2 separate regions of the Mus musculus genome follow, and region 2 is linked to region 1. A link is a contact called in public Hi-C data. All regions are on one chromosome and are shown on one strand. The core of a region is the stretch at or near the end of the contact, and the rest is flanking DNA. Distances in the headings are between cores, read along the strand shown.

The links. Hi-C and Micro-C count contacts between places; a contact is called where the count stands out from the background.
Region 2: a contact with region 1 is called in a Hi-C map of uterus, with 2.0 times the contacts expected there. The contact joins two enhancer-like sites. A contact is called at or near these places in 1 of 39 promoter capture datasets (the 3T3-L1 cell line), 1 of 15 datasets of contacts at CTCF or cohesin (the NIH/3T3 cell line), 11 of 484 Hi-C or Micro-C datasets (the 3T3-L1 cell line, 3T3-L1-derived adipocytes, the C2C12 cell line and 6 more), 1 of 115 datasets of contacts at active chromatin or transcription factors (heart atrium) and 1 of 9 other capture datasets (adipose tissue).

What each region holds. Positions count from the first base shown.
Region 1 is chr2:7,011,922-7,014,700 of GRCm38.p6, forward strand. It overlaps a transcript of Celf2 not described here. Among named protein-coding and RNA genes, the nearest start is that of 5031426D15Rik, 85 kb to the left of the region's middle. Within about 2 kb of position 1,395, at least 39 of the 459 cell types and tissues checked have an H3K27ac peak or open chromatin away from gene starts, as enhancers often do. A contact at or near this core is called in uterus, where this site is marked.
Region 2 is chr2:7,082,920-7,085,778 of GRCm38.p6, forward strand. It overlaps a transcript of Celf2 not described here. Among named protein-coding and RNA genes, the nearest start is that of 5031426D15Rik, 160 kb to the left of the region's middle. Within about 2 kb of position 1,417, at least 5 of the 459 cell types and tissues checked have an H3K27ac peak or open chromatin away from gene starts, as enhancers often do. A contact at or near this core is called in uterus, where this site is marked.

The sequences.
Region 1 (2,779 bases), core at 145-2,644:
GGATTACACCATAAAGGAGAGTTTCAGAGAAGTAGCCTCTATTTCCACACAGAAAACAGAAGTAGATGAGAGATAATGGGATTACATTAGACCCAGAAGCTTTCATGACAAGAAGTAGAACTTCATAACGCAGTGTTAAATGACTTCGTCCTGTGCATTCTTTTCATGGATTGTCTTTATATTCAAACTGCCTCCATTCCAAAAGTTTAAACACAGGATTTCCTGGAAGGGTCTTGGTAAATTCAACATATTTTATTCATATTTCTAAGCATCTAGATTCTGCATGAGTCGAGACAAGAAAGGGTTTTGCAACCGCGTTCCTCTTAAAACATTTAACTTTTGCTTAAAACACAGTGGCCAAAGTGAAGTTCTAAGTCACATTTGTAGTTTGAGTTCACACAGGATGCTTTTGAAAACGTGGGCCAGTGTGTGGCAGGCATCGTCCACACATCTGAGAGGTGTCAACAGGGTGGCTGATGGGAAGGGAGAGCAGGCAGAACCGCTGTTCCTTCCTGGTCAGGTGTGAGCAGATCCACCAGGCTTCTCTTTCTGTGTGCTATCAAAGTGACATGGTGTTTACTCTCCATTAGCAGGAAGTACATTGCCGAGCAGGTTTGGAATTAACTGTTTTCATTACCTGAAGGATAACTCCCTGGGATGTGAGCAGAGGCATCTTTGTTACTCTCCTGGATATAATTAGACAAGTAATTAATGGCTGCTTGTGCAACCTGACAAAAGAAAAAAAAAAAAAAACCCAAGAAGGAACTGCCCTAGCTGTGGGTATTAGAGGTGTAAAAAGTAAAGGGTAAAAATCCAAGCCTATTTCTTCTAGTCCATCCACTGGAACGTGATGGGAGGGAGCTAGTATACATCGGTCCTAGCTCTTCACTTCCTCTGACCCTGAACTTTACCCAGAGCACAAGAGAGATCAGAATGCTGGGACCAGTTTTAATAAGTGGTATGTTTTTCATCTATGTGTGTGCCAAAGAGAAAGACATGTTGCCTGTCATGGACAATTATGGAATCTTAACTTGAACTGGAAGTAGACACACTCTCCTTCACTATTAGTTAAGGCTTATCACTCAAAAAGAAACTTTACCCATCTCAGATGAGGACAGTCTAGTCTGCACAAACTGCCAGTGCAGAGGACTCAGACAAGTTGGAGGCCTCTGTACAACAATTGCTCTGCATTCCCTCTCAGAAATGTGCATCTCAGGTCTCTATGCACCATTTCATTCAGAGAGAGAAAGGCCCCAAGCCTCAGGCTTCGATAGTGAATGGTGTTAGAGCGTAGAAATGCAAAGCAAGCTCAGGGTTTCCATGAAATGGGAACTGAGTGGATCCACGAGAGGCGAGGCGTTGCCCAGAGTCCTCCTCTCCCTTTGGGAGATGACTCACAGAAAGCTTTGGTCATGCTCTGCATGGCTGGTTACTAGCTGAGCCCAAGAATGACTTCTCCAGGCCACAAAAGGAAGAACAACTCTTGAGTCCTGATGTTAGAATCAATTTTTTTTCCTTCCAGTTGATGAGAGATCTGAATATAGTCACATTGAGGACCTCCTATTAGAGGAGGAAGTGGGGAGGGGGGAATGTAGTTATTTCTGTCTTCAACTAGGAATTTCCCATTGGCCTAACAGATAAATCTATTTCTTTGATTGCCTTAGCTTCTCAAAAAAAAGTAGGAATTGTAGCTTTCATACACCACCAATGGTCTCTGTGTGTGTGTCTAAAGTTTTATGTATTATACATGTGACTGTATGTTGATGTGTGTGCCGAGGTTTCAAACTCAGGACCTCATGCTTGAATGACAGACATTTTCATTGACTGAATCATCTTTCTAAAAATGCTACTGTGATCTTTTTTACATCAACTATCCAATGTGGTCTATGGATTTTCTAATCTTTGAGGAATTCATGTACTTGTCAGATTGCTCTGTCTTGACTGGTAGGAAACAGGCTATTCTTGTGAAGGAAAATATATGGTTGTTGTCACCTGTAAGACAGGTCATGTCAGCCTGTTGAATGTAAGATAAAATGTCGAATTGATGATTCAACAGATGAATGGATGCAGTAACCTATTCAACCTCTACTTAGAAGAAATGCAGTGACTCACTGCTACCCAACTCTTCCCTTTAAGTGACAAATTACCATACATTTAAAAATGGCTTTGTTATAGTGCCTCAAAGATTAGTGTGAAGCAAAGGTGAATCACTGCTTGCCCAGATCTATACATAGATGGCCTGTGTTTTCCTGTTCAGAATCTACATCAGTCGCTCACTTTTCAGGGTCCAGGACATTTTAGATATATGAGAGATTAAGGCCTTTTTGGAAGGCATGCAGAACTTCTGACAGAGAAGAACACGCCAGAAAAAGACTCCTGGGTTCTATTCAGCTGAGGAAATGCAAGTATGGGAATTTGGGGTATGTATCTAATTCCCATTCTACATGCCTGAGACCACGTGTGCACAAGGTCTCTCTCTCTCTCTCTCTCTCTCTCTCTCTCTCTCTCTCTCTCTCTCTCTGTGTGTGTGTGTGTGTGTGTGTGTGTGTGTGTGTGTGTGTGAGGGTACACATATATACTCAACTATGCCACACCACTCTTTATAAACTGCAATAAGTATTTTAGTTTCTTTTTCTTTTTTAAAAAAGGTTTTAATTTACTTTATTTATATGTGCATGCATGTCTCTCAGTGTATATGCATGCAACCACTGGAGCTAGAAGAAGATATCAGATCTCTCAGGGATGAAGTTACAGGTAGTTAGAAGGTATCTGAACTGGA
Region 2 (2,859 bases), core at 167-2,666, 71 kb after region 1:
GAGTAGTATAAGTGAGGTGCTGGGTTTGAATCCCCACAGCACTACCCAAGAGAAGAGGACTTCCTAGGTCACACTACCCAGCAAGAGGCATCCCTTAGGAGTACTAGATGTGATCCAGTGAGCGATCACAAGTGCCTTCTCCTGAAACCTGCAGGTGGTGGGGTGGGGTAGGGATTACACTTCCCCACGTGTTAGGTAGAACTCACCAAATATTAAAACAAAATAAAATGAGAGAGATGTGGGAGAGAGAGAGACAGAGAGAGACAGAGAGAGAGAGAGAGAGAGAGAGAGAGAGAGAGAGAGAGAGAGAGAGAGAGAGAGAGAGAGAGAATGAATCTATCTCAGCATCAGAGAGAGACATACTGAGTCTGCTTTTGGGAGCTGCTGCTCTTATTGTTAAACGTTCTTGTCACTCCATTTTAATTTCTCCTCTCCGTCCCTCTTCTCCGTGCTCCCCACCCCAGTTCTTAAAATAGTCAGTTAACCCTCAGTGTCCAGCTGCTTCCTTTCGCAGTCATAAATATCATCCTAATGGCTGTGAATGACACTCTTCAAAAGTGTGACTATCTTTATGCTAAAATTAAAAGACAATTTCATACCTTGTAAGAGAAAAAAAATCCACCGCCTCTCTGGGACTTCATGCTTCTATCTGGGCTGTTTGTGCCCTCCCAGTATGAAGCTGGGGCCATGTCATAATCATGTGTAAACATTTACATAACGCTTTTAATCCCCAAGTGCTTCATCCAGTGTGGCTAATAGCAGTAGCCTTCATATAGAGTTTACTTCCAAAAGGCTGCCAGCGCTCAGATAATTAATAAAGTGTTTCTCCCTTTAGAAAGTTAGCAAGAGAAAAACAAAAGATTATCATGAAATAGTTTCTGCAATTATAATGACATCATCCTTATCTCATTAGCCCACTGTACCACAGGGATCCAGGGCTGGGGAAGGGAGAGCAATGAGGCCTTAATATTTAGAGTTCAGGGTTAATGGGAGGAAAGGCGGGAGGAGGAGGGACCTGGCTTTGGGCCAAAGGACAAATAGATGAGCATGATTCTAAGTTGCAAAATAATTTATTTTGTTTTTTTCTTAGACAGGGTCTCACTGAAACCCTGTTTGTCCACACATACCTGTCCTCTAGTCCAGGCAATTCTCCTGCCTCAGCCTCCCAAGCACAAAGATTGCAGACCATCAGCCCACATGCCAAGAAAAATAGTCTTTTTGATCAGTGGGCTCTCCAAAACCTTTTAAAGGCAGGAAGTAGAATCTCTCTTTCAAACAGAACCTTGCATCCAGACCCAATAACTGGATAAAGCAAAAGTCTATCTCAAAGTAGAGAGCTGGGATGATTTCCTTGTGTGTTGGCACACACCCTCCTCGTAGTTAGGTTGTTTATGAGACCAGTAGAACTTTTCCCTTCCTGTTATAAATGAGGGCTCTGGGGCGTGAAGAAATGAAGCAACTGGCTCGATCCCTGGGCACTGTGCTTAGCAGTCATGCCTACAAGCCCACCTGGGCATTGGCAACCCCCTCCCTCTTACAGCATGACTGCACACAGGTAGAGAACACCTTCTTGAGGGTGAGGCTGGAGGCAGGATCAGGTCAGGGCCTCTCCCTGTTCCTCTCAAGCTGCTGGAGTGCAGAGTATCCTTGGACACCCACTTACTGGAATCATTTGTTTATAAATGATGCAGAACTGTGATGTACTAATTTTTTTGTTTTTAATTTTGAGATTCAAATATCTTACATGCAATGTATATTCATTCTGTAAACTGAGACAAATTTATCTTTTTTCTCTTTTCCCTCATGGTTCTGTTTCTGCTACACTGAATGCTCATACTGAATGCATCTGTTTTCTGTTCTGCTTTGGATTTTTGAGACAGAGTCCCTCTAAGTGGTACAGGCTGGCCTTGAACTCTCTGTGAGCCTCTTGCCTCAGTTCCCCAAGTCTTGGGACAAACCGGATCAATCTGCTAATTGTTAGGCCATTGGATTTTAAGTTTCCCATCAAGTATGAGTGTGCTTATGGCAGAGAAACAATACGTTGCTTTGTTCAGATTTGAGTCAGCTTATCTGGAACACAACAAGGGAACAGGAAACATCTTATTCTCAGAAGTAAAATGTTAAGTTCACCTTGAGAAGCTAATTTTTTCCCTCTGTATCACCGTGTGAATTGCTGTGAGGTATCATTTTAAGTTTTGTTTTGCTCAGTTTTGATAAAGTGACTCCTTCACATGGAAATTAATTATTGTGTGCATTGTTCAGTTTCAGACAGAGTCTGGCTCTGTAGCCCAGGCTGGCCTTGAACTCTGATTTTCTTTCGTGAACTCTGATTTTCTTTCGTATCTCGGCCTTCTGAATGCTGGGATTGCAGGCACAAGACACCGTTTTACTTTTTTGAATTCAAAAATAAAAATCTCTTGCTCTTTCATCTCCTCTTCTCAAGCATACATGTATGTCTATGCATATATGTATGTCTATGTCTACGTGTGTATATTTTTCTTTCTTTCTTTCTTTCTTCCTTCCTTTCTTTCTTTCTTTCTTTCTTTCTTTCTTTCTTTCTTTCTTTCTTTCTTTCTTTTTTTCTCTCTCTCTCTCTTCTCTCTTCTTTCTTTCTTTCTTTCTTTCTTTCTTTCTTCCTTTCTTTCTTTCTTTCTTTCTTTCTTTGTATGTCTCTGTATGGATGTATGCCATGTATGTCTCTCTCTGTGTATGTATATGTTTCTCTCTCCTTTCTCTCTGTATATATATGTCTCTCTATATATATGCCTGTGAGTATAAATCCTTGTATATCTCTTGTATATCTTGTATGCTTATTTATGTATGTGTGTAAGTTTGTGTTGTGTTTGTCTCTGTGTGTAT